Regions from separate parts of the Anser cygnoides genome. Here region 2 is linked to region 1. A link is a contact called in public Hi-C data. All regions are on one chromosome and are shown on one strand. The core of a region is the stretch at or near the end of the contact, and the rest is flanking DNA. Distances in the headings are between cores, read along the strand shown. Region 1 holds the start of FHIP1A (FHF complex subunit HOOK interacting protein 1A). Region 2 overlaps FHIP1A (FHF complex subunit HOOK interacting protein 1A).

Region 1 (6,903 bases), core at 1,636-4,135:
ATTTTTATTCTCTAATACTTTTCCTGGAAAACAGAACTCTTACTAAGAAGCAAATGTAGTATAGGTTTGTTTTACTGATGTGATATCTACATCACATCAAAGAAAACCTGCATCTTAATGAAACTATTTCTATCTCATGGATTCTCTACTGGTAGCACACCTGAAACTTGTAGTTGGAGAGTATAGTTAAATTCTTTGCACAAAGCACACTTAAAGACATGTAACATGAAAAAAATGGTAAAGAAATTTACAGTAAGACAGCTCTTCTAAAAGCTGTCTGTTTTACATTTGTCAATCTACTTTGTCAATTTTATTTGCAAAATGAAAACTGTCCCTGGGTCGCAGAAAGGAGAAACTTCATGGAATTTCTTTAGAAAACCTGATCTTTCCATGGAGTAAAACTGGTGACCAAAAGTATAACCACGCATGTTGTTATATCTCTAACTGCTGTAAATAGCTGTAATTATTGCTTAAACTTTATTACAGACACTGCACACTTGTCCTGATGACACAACATTCAAGACAGGTATATGCTGTTCACTAAGAACTTCTGTTACATTTACTTCTTGCAAATATCCTGTCAGTCAATTATTATGCCTCTTACTGTTTTATGTTGAAGTATTTCTTAGTAGCTAAGAATGCCTTCAGAACAAAAAGGGCCACTAGGAGGATTAGCAGGAGTTTGTGATAAGCCATCTTTACATTTCCATCTCTTCCATCTAACTGTGTGATAGAAGAGTCTATCTGATGATTAAGAGATAGGGATATAAAGGGACAGCTATCTTGGCTTCCACCTAACTACCACATGAAAAATAATTATGGAGTGTTTTTGAAATGCTTACAGCAGCAATAGAAAGAAATGAAATGGATTTTATCAGCATCTGTAACAGATCCTGTTGCAGAGGCTTACTCCTTAATGATCCACTTATGATGAAGGCATCTGTGCGCTGGCTGGCAACTCCCACGCTGCTGAGACTGAACAATTTAAACAGAAGTATCCTCTCAATTTTTGCTGGAGTCCTCTAGACACTTTTACCAAATTCCCAAGCTGGCTTCTGCTCTGCTGTCGTAGGCAGATGCTGAATGCCACCTACCTGCGAATCCAAGTGCTATGGCAGCACACAGAAGCTGTTTCCTGAACAAATGGTAAGAAATACTGTATCTAACGTAGGAATACATGTCTCCAACAGAGAAATGAACTGCCAGAGATTTGGGCAACATTCACTGTGGATTCAGACTATGAGGAGGAGGATGTTTTGGTACCTCTGCTGAGCACTTCTACCATAGCATTTACAATTAAAGAATCATGTTGAACTAACAACTCATCTTGCAGTTCTGAAAATAATAAACAACAGGAGAAGAGGGAAGAACTGTAATCTCTGGAATAGCTGCTTCCCCCACACCTCACTCCAAAAGCTTAGACCTACTTTCAACATGTCAAGATATTTTAATTCTTCCAGTTATTCTAAGTGGAGGAACCTGACTCAAGTTAGTTTAATTTCTGACTGGATTTTTGGATGATGGCTTTGTCCTGGGTTGGGAAATCTTAACTCTACCATACCTAGGTGTGAGTTAGTTTGTGAGGACCTAGGTAGTTAGCAACCTTAGTGAATTATTCTTTAATTACATAGTGCATTTGGAGAGAACACTTCCTGAGCTCACAGAGAATACCATTACACTTGGTAAATTATATTATATCTTTATGTAAATGAGCTGTTACTTTAATAGGCCAATGTCTATTCCTATTTGGAGTCATTAGCAAAATCACAATCAGTACCCTGACAGTCTAATTAATTTATTTGAAGCCTTTAAAAAAAAAAAAAAAAGGAAGAAAGGAAGACACAGCAAACCATGCTTAAGTATTCACCAACAGGAGTCTACTGCAGTTAAAGTCAAGTATAGAGAAATACAACCTATAGCTAACATAGAAAATTACCATTAATTTCTATCTAATTCTTAAGTGTCTTGGGCTAGACTTAACAAGGCTGTTAGTACTTCTGGTTTGCTGCTGTTCCATGTAGGAGAAGTCAATGGCATGAAGCTGGTCATCTTCTATGAGCTAGGGGGTCAGCCTCTTCTCACAGATAACTAGCGACAGGACTAGAGGGAACGGCCTCAAGTTGCGCCAGGGGAGGTTTAGGTTAGAAATTAGGAGACATTTCTTCTTAGAATGAGTAGTCAGGTGTTGGCACGGGTTGCCCAGGGAGGTGGCGGAGTCATTGTCCCTGGGGGTGTTCAAGGAAAGGTTGGATGTGGTGCTTAAGGACATGGTTTAGTGGGTGACATTGGTGGTAGGGGGATGGTTGGACCAGATGATATTGGACATCATTTTCAGCTTCAATGACTTTTGGATTCTGTTTGCCCTGCAGCCCCACACGGGGGAACAGGCCCTGCAGGCCTGCGGCGACTCACCGAGGAAAGAGGCCTTGAAAGGCTGCTGCTGGGAGAAACGCACCCCGAGGAGCACCAGCACTTCTGCGAGGACAGGTAGTCGTACGCTGCTGCACCACCTAAAGAAAAAGAAAAAAAAAGAGGTGTGTGTATAACAGTGCCATCTAGTGACGCACATAACCGGGGCCACTTTCCCTCCACGGGCCCAGCCGTCGTTTATAAAGCCCCAGACCCATATGCCACGCGTTGTTATTATCATTTTACTGCCGTTCCGAGCCTGAAGGCCCCTTCCCCAGTACCCAGAGCCGCCCCCCAAACCTTCGGGCCGCCTTCAGGCGCCTTCCCCCGTGCGGAGGCAGGAGCGGGCGGCCGGCAGGGGGCAGCGCGGCCGGGCCTGGCCGAGCCGGGCAGGTGGCGGCTCCTCCCCGCCGCTCTGACTCAGCGGCCCGGCCCCGCTCCCCCGAACCGGGCGGCCGCTGCCAAGCCGGGGCCGCCTGCCCTGCCCTGCCCTTCGCTGCAGCCGCCCCGCCGCGGGGCGAGATGGCCGCCCTGAGGGCACGCAGCCTGCGGGGCGCTCGCTGAGGGATCCCTCCTTCCCTCCGAGGCGTTAGCGCCGGCCACGGCCGCTTTACCTGGGCGAGCGGAGCTCGGGGCGGCCCCCACGGGAAACTTTCCGCCGTGGCGAGGGGGACCCGCCGCGCCAGGTAGGGGCTGAGGGGGTGCCGGGGGGAGCTGGGGAGGTGGCTGCTGCCCGCCTCCTGGCCGCGCAGGGCAGCAATGTAGGTCACGGGAAATAAGGCCGGCCTAATCCCCCTGATCTGTTTTGGTGGAGCGAGAGGAGGGTCGGCTCGGCCGCCGGGCTGCAGGGCGACCTGGCTGCGAAGTTTCCTGACAGAAAGCCGGCCGGGACGGGGCGAGCAGCGAGGTGAGAGCGTGGGGAGGGCTCCTGGCTGCCCGGGGAGACTTTTTCCTCACAGGTGTGACACCGGCGTGTTTTTCACTTGGTTTGTTGGCTTTGTGACACTATCCATGAGTTCCCGGTTTGGGTTCAAACTTCTGTGTTAGCGCTCCGGTAATACTAACCTTTTTTTTTCCTCAGGAAATTCCTTGCGTCACTTACGAAAACTTATGAAGGCTCCTTTGGTGTTTTCCTGGGGCACCAAAGCAAAGCGGAGGTCTGAGTTAGTCTTGATAAAGTGACTGCTGTCTTCCTTCAAGGCAGTGAGGAGCTGTTAGCAGTGTCCTGTGAGCCTGCTCTGCCACCTGAGCCTGTCAATAGGAACCTGACGTGATTCTGAGAGGCTCTGTGGGGACACATCCGCAGGCACAGGTGGAGGTGCGGTGTCTGTTAGGGGACTGCGAGTGGGACCGACCTATGCTGCTATGGCTTTGCCAGATCAGGACGCGTGATTTCTTAAAACTGAGAAATGCTGAGGCAGGCTTGGCGGTATTTGGAGGTAATATTTCACTTGGATTTCCTCCTTCTCCTGCCCAGGGTCTGTGATTGGTCTTCTGATTAGCATTAATACGGCCCAGACACGGATAAGAAGACAAATACCTCCAAATCAGAGTTATTTTTATACGTTGTCATACTTTTTGAGATGAAAAATACTGCAGAATCTGCCGCTGTTTTCTCTGTCCAGATGTTTTCTGATGATCAGTGTGAAACTGTGATGCTCCAGATTCCATAGTGGTATTTTTCATCCATATAACATGGCTTTCACCCCTCCTTGGAGCCCTAAGAAGGATTTGGGGCCTTATTTCCGTGGTGGTGAAGCATGATGTTTTTATCTTGTTTCATTTTCAGATTAAAGAGGGAGTGGTAAACTCTCTGTTCAAAGAGGTTTGTCATATCAACGTAGTAATAGTGTTAAGTCACGCAGTTCAGACCAATGCTTTTGGCCTGTGCTGTTTTTGTATCATAATTTCTAGAAGGAAATCTTTTAGAATTAAGGGCAATTGGAAGGGGATAGAACACCTGAAGGAGTCAAGTCAGATTAGGATTTTCACATTATTTGTGCCACCTTACTTCAGCTGGGCTGTGTATAAAGAGTCCACCTGCTCTGAAACTAATCTAGGAATTAGGACCTGATGCTGTGACTTATGTCTTCCTCGCTGGCTGTACGTTAATAAATGTAGAAGGTCAAAGGAGGAAGAAAAGACAGAAAACCTTATAATCTGCTTTGTAAAGTACAAATAGTTGCAAAGGGCAAGACTGTACTGGTGATGTATCGATGTGAGGATGGCAGTTGCAGTTGTGAAGCTGTTGAACACCCAGATGCCTTTTTCTGTGATTCATCTCAATCAAGACAAATGTTTTCAATTGACTTCTGCAAACAGCTATTTTAATCTATTTGTTGAACCATGAAGACTGACAATATGTACTTTGAAAAATAAGCGAATTGTATTAAAATGATGACAGCTGAGTTGCCAAAGCCTATAAAACAAACATAACACCACTGACTTTTTTTTTTGACTTTTTTTTTTTTTTTTTAGACTTTACAGTCTAAATGATATGGTGGGGATGGTAAAAATTGGGTTATGCTCTGTGAAGGTGTCTTTTTTTTTTTTTTTTTTCCTCTCCTAGATGGGATATGGAACTTCATATAATCCAAAACTTAAAGAAATGAAATAGGAGAAACTGCTGCTGGCATGATTTTATTCAATCATGATATCAAACTGAATTTTAGAAGTCTGTCTATGCTTTTTCTTTTTAAAAGATTATACTAATGCATTGAACCCTACTAAGCTTAAGTCTTCAGACTTACAGACTCAGTACCATCTGAATCATCAGTTTCTCTGTTAAACCCTTCATTGAAGGGTTATCAAGATTACTTTGATGTACATCAAGTTTTAAGGCTGCTTTTTTCAAGAATTTATTTACAGGCTGCTGTTCCACCCTTGCATATCTTTATTTATTAGTATACAAATGGTACTTTTTGATGTTTGCAGAATGTTCCATTGCAAGGGCTTTTCAAATTTTGATGAGGTTTATGGAAATCCAGTATAGTTCTTAATGTTTGAGTTGTGTACTTAAGTCTTTGAAAATGCAGGTCTATACATCCTGGTCTTACTGTGACTTGTAGTTTCTCTCAAACATTTGAGAGAGAAGCGCTCTGCTCTCTCTGTGCTTTACAGCATGTCTAGAGCAGTTGGCATGTTTGTGTTTGCTGTGTGTCCCAGAGAATAGGGCTTTTCAGACCACATGTTCCACTCATCCTTTTTCTAATAGTTTTAAAACTATATTTTGGTTTACAGACACTTAAACTCTAAGACATGCTCAATTTTTTTTCAACCACAAGTATTCTTCCTATTTAAACATGCTGACATGGCATTGCTGGCTTAGTTGTGATGTCTTCTCAGCTTAACCAGATAGTCTTTTAGTGTAAGACGGTCTGACCTACCACCCAGAAAACAAATGTATTCTGTACCCTTATTTAGCACCCCGGAAAGAGAGCTTCCAGGAAGATACAGCAAAACACTGCTTTTGTGTCTTGCAGTCTGCTCCACGTAGCTCCTCTGATATAGGGTGTATTTCAGGTGGTGGTGGCACATGATGGTTGATTCCTGTGCATATCTTATATATGTATTTTTAATGCTCTGATAGTGTGGGCATGAGAGAGGCTACGAAGGTTTGCTCTGGTGAAAAGCTGGGGCAATAATGACCTGGAAATTCTGAATTTCTTTGTCCTTTTTGCAGTACAGCATAGTGGCAAAATAAAGGCTTGTAGGTGGCTACTGATATTCTGTCAGAATTATACCTTTAAAAACCTCATGCAAACATCCTCCAGTACCTTGTCCTGATTGGATTCATCCATTTGAAAGTTAGAGATAGGACTTCAGTCTGTCTCGTAGAGCAGGTCAGCTAGACTTGGTCTGCAGACTGACTAGGCTAATTTGAAAGAATGGTTTTGAATGCACTTCAGAATGCATACAGCAATAAATGGCGCTGTACATTACGCAGGAGTAATTATTCCATACATCAATATATTTTTGTGGTGTTGACTGGCGTTTGGAGGTGCTGGAATGGTAATAAAGTATTCCTAGCTAAAGTTAGCGTTATCAGGACTAAGGAGCTTTCGGGAACACATATTGCCTTACTGTTTTATGGCATTGATCATAAGACTTCTTATGATTGTATGTAGTTATCTGCTGGTTAAGGAGTCATATTGGTGGTGTGATAAGAGTACTTTCCCTTTTAAATCATGTGGCCGAAAAATGCTTGTCAAAGGTTGATTCTGAAGGACGCATCCAGGTGAGACGATTCAGTATGGCATGAAAACAGACCAGCTAAGGTAAGACCTTCTAACGGTGGTTGAGGCTCAAGACACCTGAAGGCTTCATCTATAAAAGTGTTACCTTTGGTGTCTAGTGGGATTAGCTTTAATTGGCAGAAAAAGTTTGGAAACGTTACACAAATACAACTGTGTGCGTGCAGAAGGCCTGAAACCACAGTTCTGTATGTACCAAGTAACACTATGTTTTTTTTCCTCCGGAATAAACTGTCACCTG
Region 2 (6,952 bases), core at 3,037-5,536, 70 kb after region 1:
CTACAAAACTTAATTTTACTGGCTACAAAGTGGACATATGTTAAAGGTGCCATTCACTTTTTACATCAGGCAATTGATTTGAACTTTAACGAGGTACAAACTGAACCTGTTTATTAACTTAAGCAGAAGGAAGTTGAAGCAGTTCTTGTTTTCTGGTTCCTCCCTAAGTGCAAACTTTCTCTGTCACTGATCCCGTTTGTTCAGATGGGAAACTGATTGATTGAGGATAAAGCTTGCCTTTATTTCCTAGGTAGTTTTATCCTGAATCAATTCCCTGAGCCAATTCACTGTGCAATGAAGTGAAGCGTGAACACTTCTGCCAGTATAAGCAGGGGGCAAGAAGTTGAAAATGAATAGAAAGGAGAAGAGGGTGGGAATGGTTGAATTTTATTTTTTACTTTTTTAATCAGGGAGGAGGATTTATTCAGGTTTAAACTGCTCATGGATCTAGAAGGTAAGTTCTAATGAGGACATTCATGGTCTCTTCATAGGCAGTGTGAAATCCTTGTAGGAAGGAGAGGAGGAATCATGAAAGCCGTACTCTTGTAAGAAGGCACAAAGCTGTAAATTAGAAAGTATATTGTGCAGATCCCAAGGGAGAATAGCCAGTAATAAAGAATCAGTGCAATTGGTCTAACACAGTCAATGTAATATATTAAACTGAACTCGCAATGACAGTAATTTCTGGCTCTCTGCTATTACTTGGCACAGTGACTTGTAAAAGCTGGATCTCTTTACAGTGTTCTGTCTCACCATCTAATCAGTCATCAGAAGAGGCAAGAAAAGATTTACTAAAAATTATTACATAATAAGAGAAGGGTATTAAAATGCTAAAAGTAGCTTTCTGTTTTCAATAATCTCTGATCAAATATCTATTTGGCTATGAAGGCTCTCGAGTAGTAAAAGTATCTTGTAAAAGTATCTGTAATCTTCAAAAATATCTGTAACAACTGGGTGTTGTAAGGAAAAACATGTGGATGAGGCTTCCAAATGGTATCTTTTAGATACATACTTTATATGTGTATTTTTGAAAATTCCAATAACTTTTCTTCATTACAACTATGGATAATGGAAATAAAAATGGCAGAATCCTTGTCTGAGTAATGTAATGGATACAGATTTTTCTCATTTTTCATTTTCTATCCTACAATGTTATCTCAAGAGCAGAGATATCCCCAGTCTTTACCATTCCCGAGCAATTTTAGTAGAAAGGATCTAATGCAAAGTATGCTGCTGGTAGGTTTTCATTTTTTGCTGTTGTAGCAGTGATGGATTTTAATACTGCTGAAATATCTTTATCAAAAATATACCTCTGAATTTTCTTACTTAGCAAAGGTCTTCTTCTAGAAAACTACCATGTCTTGATTCATCTCCCTTTACTATGGTATTTTTCTTGATCCTTGAATTATCAGAGGTGAGGAATATTCAGATTAAATGTCACACTCGTGGATATGTCAAAGTTTTGGCTTGTTTCTTATCATCCTTTCAAAGATGTTCACATAAATTCACTTTGAGGGCTAGCTAGGACAAATTATACTGAAATGAATGTTTACAGTGAAATACAGTTTTTTGTAAGCTGCCTCAGGTTTTGATTGTAGTGGACGTTCTTGATGTGTGTAGTAATGTTTTGTTCTCCGGGAACATTTGTTCTTTTGTTGTTTACCTAAGTACTGATTCGGATTTATTTATTTTTTTTTAGAAAGGATTTGCCTACTTTACCCAAATCTGTCTCACAGGACATTAGTTTCAGGACAAACAACAGCAGGTAGTCTGAATGAAGCTTAATATCATGGTTTGGGTATCTTAGAAAACAGAGATCTTCAATAATAACTGCACAAATTGAACCAGCCTTTCTTTCAACACTGAATGTGTTATGTACAATGTGGAACAGTTTTACCGAGTTAAAAGGGCCTTTGCCAAGGCTGATTTTTGCCTAGTGTGACTGGTTTCTCCAAACTCCTTCCTTAGTTAATTGCAAAAGAAAGTGAGTTCTCTAGAGGCTCATTCAGGACAGGTTAATGTATCCCAGTGAGTAAAAGGAAATTAGCCTCGAGGAGCTAAAATTAGCCTTTTTGAATACTTCTCTTGGTGTCTCAAATCTTCAGAAATTACGCTTTCTGTCAGGAAGAGTAAAAACAAGAAGCACACACAGAATGCAAGATGGGGAAAATATGATATGACTGTAAAAGCACACATCTGCTTGCCAGCTCAATTGATCCTAAGCTGTATGCATGGCTTTTGTTTCAAATGCCAAAGAGCAATATATTTTGAGTTGCTATTGTAAGGAAGCAGAAGGGCCATCTCTGTGCTGGTTTTATGGACAAGTTGCGCACAAAGGTATGCTGAGAGAAATCCCAGAACATAGTAGCAGTAATGTCACTTGTGTACCCTTAGCTTGCCTGCCTTGAGTGTTTTATGGTGAGCTGCAAAATAGACCCTAGCCTCACTTATTGCAGAAGCTTGAAGGAGTGTTGTGGTGAAGGTGGTGCATTTTCACTGGAAAATGCAAAAAGATTCCTATGAATCCATTTTAAACCTTTACAAAGCGTAGTCTCCTTCCCTCTTTCTCAGAAAACGGCTAAGCAGATTCAACAACATCCTTCCCAAGAAGAGTTAAGAATTAAACATGATGTGGCACACTGCACGAAAAACCTCAATTCAAACAATAGAGGCTTAACAAAGTTATAAGTAACTCTTCTGTGACCTATTTGGGCTGCTTTAAGTGCTATTTGGTGCTTCTAGCTCTGTTTAGTGGTGTCAGTGAGGTGTTGGCTACAGTAAAGAGGATTTCTTTTTTGTTTAGTCCCCAAGCTGCAAGGAACGCTGAACATGCTCTCAGAATTGAACATTTCTTTCCTAAAGTAGTCTCTTGCTGGCTTTCTTCTGCCCTTTGTTTCATTCATGATGCGCACTCTGAAAAGCGTATGGCTTTCTCTTGCTGATACAAATGTAGCACGAGCTGCCCAAAGAGCATTGATTTCAGAAAAAGGTCACTGCCCTTGTGAATCTGCAGCCTTTGCTTGCTTTCATTTACCGTTTCAGTATTTTATATATCTACATAGGCCCATTCCTCTGCTGTCAGCGAACATCTGTGAAACCCACAGGCCAAGTGCGTGCTTCATTTTCCTCATAAAGGATGAAGGAGGAGTGACAGAGACATAACAATATATTACTTCTGTCTGGCCTTTTCTTGGCAGAGGTTTTAAACTCTTTGATGAACTGTATGCTATCATTATGATGTCACATGATGGATTTCTTGGGGTTTGCTTTTTACTGTTTGCTGCTGTAAAACACAAAACAGAAAATGCCAGTTCTCAGGGCAACAGTCAATGGCTGTAATCAGAAAGCCTTTATTTAGTTAGTTATTTATTTTACCCCATGAGTTCCCACACCTTTTGGCTATTGCAAAAAAATGAATCTCAGCTCCAACCAGAAACAATTTCCTTTGTTGCACAGCCCCTCGCTCATTTCCCGAGCAAGTTTTGTGGTGGTTGGGATGTGGCGGTATTGCTGTGGAAATGTGTGCCTACGTGCATATGCACATAAAAAGGCATTTTATCATAATATTTACAGTAATGCAGAATTTGAACCAGAGCTGTAGCCACGGTGTTAATCCTGGTGATTTGTAACTTTGGGGTGCTTGATCTCACAACTTTTTTTTTTTTCACTTGAAATTTGTAGGAGAAGGAGGAGGAATGAATTCATAAACTGGATTCTGAGTTGGAGGATTATATGTTAATAGATGTTCTTTCAGGGAAGATCTGTTTTCACATTTCTGTATTGGGCAGCACTGAACATACAACTACAGATCTAGCAAACATGTCTGGCTGTTGTTTACTTAGCTTTACAAAGTCCACAGAGCCAGTGAAAATGTGCCGTATTCCTTTCCTTTCACTATTATGTTTTAGTGCTTGATTTTGACCAAAATAAACTGAGAAATGAACTCGCTTATTTCTGGTGAAAAATGTGCCTGTTGCAGCTTCCCTGGTGTTTTGTTTCTAATACCAAAATGAGCTAGTAGTCTGCTCCTTGATGTTAAGGATGTTGGAGCAGAGTATCAGAATAAAGCCTGAGAAAGAGAGGCAATCAATGACCTCAACTTCAGAGCTACTCTGCATTCTCCTCGTCAGTGCCCCCTCTCCATAAGGTCTGCAGGCTGTATACAGCATTCCTATGTTCTGTGTAACTGGCCAGAAGCAGCTTGTGATCTTAAATGCTTTAAAGGGAGCGTTTGCTGGATGACATTACTGTGCATGTAGCTAACGCGCGGCATAATGGAACAGGGATTTTAATATTTAAGGCATGTTACGTAAGTGCTGCCCTTCTGAGTCGCTTCTAAATCCTCTTAGTTCTTAAGTGACAGCTTTGATTCTTTTTTTAATAAAATCAGTCTTTTCATTTATTCAGCTAAGTTTGGTAAACAAAAGATGTTTAATACTTCCTTTCATACAGAAAGATTTTTGTGTATGAGGGCTTATCTTTGTACACTTAAGCTTATTAGGTTCCTGGGTAACTATTTTTAAAAAGCTGACTTTGCAACAGCAGTGTGTGGTGCAGAGGTGGCCTTTGGAATTTGCTGTGCCTTGCCAGTGCATACTGTCAATAGATAAGCTCCAAAAGGCTTGCATTAAGCAGAGTAGTATGGGCTATCCAAATGGTATGCAAGCGTCGCGTGGATATGGGACAATTGTGTTTTGACATACAAATAGGCAGTAGCAAACACTTTGGTCTTTGGTTTGCGTGTGTGTGGGTGTATACACACACCTTTTAAAAATTGAGTGAGATGGAAAATAGTGGCAAAATTGTGGATAGACATGTTTTGGTTCTTTATTTTTTAAAGCTCTGGACTTACGAGTTTGTACTGTGCTTTGATTCTGCTCTGTTGTCATTTATTTTTAATAACACGGTAGATCCAGGTATTCACTACATCTGAGAATGCTTCTGAGGAATGGCAGAAGTGTGATTCAAAACCCCTGACACAGCAGAAATGTGGTGGGGAACTTCTAGCAGGATTTGGCTCGTAGTATTTCAGTATGTATGAGATCTGGGGTGTTGGCAGTTTTGGGGAGTTTTTATTTCTGGGGAAGCAAAACATAAGAAATGGGTTCAGAATGCTTACGAGTAAGTCAGAAGCACATTACTTCGCAGGTTTAAAAGCAAGGGTCTCAGTATTTTGTTGGCAGCGTATGGAGAGCTTAGGGTGGGTGCTGAGTATCGTATACTTGCAGGGTAAGGATGGATGTTTTGCGTGCACAGTATGTTTGCATTTGCCTTTTATTTCCCTGTAGGTGACTGTGGAAGAAGTGATGGCTACTACTGCATACCTGGATCTCTTCTTGCGTAGTGTTTCAGAGCCAGCCCTCCTCAAGATTTTCCTCCGTTTTATTTTGCTGCATCGACATGAGAATGTGCACATCCTAGATACACTTACTAGCCGAATCAACACGCCGTTCCGGGTAAGACAAGCAGGAGGCAAGGTCAGGTGCTCAGTGTGGATGCAGGTTAACTAATTAAATGGGAGAGCCTGTGTTTGCAGTGAGCATTTGTCTAACTTGGAATTTTCTCCCCCACCCAAATGTGTGTTTTTAATGTTTTGTTGTTGTTGGTTGGTTGGTTGTGTTTTTTTTTTTTTTATGCTGGCAGCTAGCTATGGCTGCACTGCTGCACTGAGAAGTTGATAAATGTGCGAGGTGGTCTGACCCATACACAAAATGGGATAGAGGGAGATGAGGGCTTTTGGAAGTTTGAATTGTGTTAGAACTCTAAAGGGAAATTTGGAAGTATTTTCATTCTGGATATGGCTGAATTAGTGCTGCCATACATAACTCATCCCTAGGACTTATAAACATAATCAAGGTGAGGTGCATTTTTGATGTTTGGAGTTCTGCCTAGCAGCAACTATTTGCAAATGATCTTTGTAGGAGACAGTGGGAGCCCTGTAAGGATGTCTCCAAATTGCTCAAGTTGTGATTGCAGTATTGCCAATATATTTCTCAGGACACAAGTGTGTATTGTTGTAGCGTGTTTGCTTAACAGAGATATTGCCAGCTTTCTTGTTTGATTAAAAAAAGGCACTTTCTTGCTCAAGTGATCAGATTGCCACTTCCTTTTCTTTCTTCACTCCTCCGTGTAGTAAGGTTTATCTCAAATTTGCAGTGAGCCCCTTCCCAGTATAGGCACAATGCGCCACAGTGACTGGAGAGCTAGCTTACAGAGATAGTCAAGTTACCTTTGCTAACAGTTTCATCTTCTGGCAGAAAATGAATACTTGTTGCACTGGACTACCCTTCTGAGCCTTGCTTGGCTGGCAGCCTTGGCTGAATCTTCTGTGGTGCACAACTTCATGGATGAAATACTGTATAAAGTTTTAGGGCAGGAGAAAGCAGAACACGAGCACATGCATTTAATCTGTGTATTAGGAACAGTATCTTTGTCTGGAATTTGTTTGGAAATGTGAGTGAACACAAATATGGATATATGCTGTTGTTACTGCATTTTTAAGATGGATTAACTCTGAGAACTGAAACAGCTTCTGTCGACAAAAATGCAAATGCTGTTGTCTCTGCTAATCATTAATTACTGTTCCATAGGTGAACGAGATTGGAATTCTAAAGACTTCTCTAGCCCTGAGTAACTCAGGATCCCAGCCAAAATGGTTCTGTGATACTAAATGAGTTTTCTGCAGTATAGCTTGGCCAAGTACAAAAGCCAGAGCTGCAGCCTTCTGTGTGGTTTCCATAGCACAAAAGCTGCATATGTTATTATTGCTGAAAATACTTATTAATAAATCACAGGATTAAACTTACGTACAGACAGGTGGCCAAATAGGCTTGTAAATACTATCCTCTTTATCTTCTGGTAGTACATTCAATCTTTTCTTTTTATGAAACGCAAAAATAGACTAGCTTTTCTTCTTCAGAAGGTTTTTGATTTCTCATTTGTCCTTGCAACC

Evidence for each region. Hi-C and Micro-C count contacts between places; a contact is called where the count stands out from the background.
Region 2: a Hi-C map of liver shows a contact between it and region 1, with 2.2 times the contacts expected there. The contact joins the enhancer-like site here to the promoter of FHIP1A in region 1. A contact is called at or near these places in 3 of 7 Hi-C or Micro-C datasets (granulosa cells and liver).

Annotation. Positions count from the first base shown.
Region 1 is chr4:46,856,294-46,863,196 of Taihu_goose_T2T_genome, forward strand. FHIP1A (FHF complex subunit HOOK interacting protein 1A) reads left to right here and starts at 2,886. Exons shown (of 14, transcript XM_066996734.1): 1 at 2,886-3,095. LOC106032250 (a long non-coding RNA gene) reads right to left here and starts at 2,843. Exons shown (of 4, transcript XR_010831515.1): 1 at 2,710-2,843; 2 at 2,413-2,510.
Region 2 is chr4:46,924,580-46,931,531 of Taihu_goose_T2T_genome, forward strand. FHIP1A (FHF complex subunit HOOK interacting protein 1A) reads left to right here. Exons shown (of 14, transcript XM_066996734.1): 8 at 5,289-5,456. Among named protein-coding and RNA genes, the nearest start is that of FHIP1A, 69 kb to the left of the region's middle. Within about 2 kb of position 4,287, at least 2 of the 3 cell types and tissues checked have open chromatin away from gene starts, as enhancers often do. A contact at or near this core is called in liver, where this site is marked.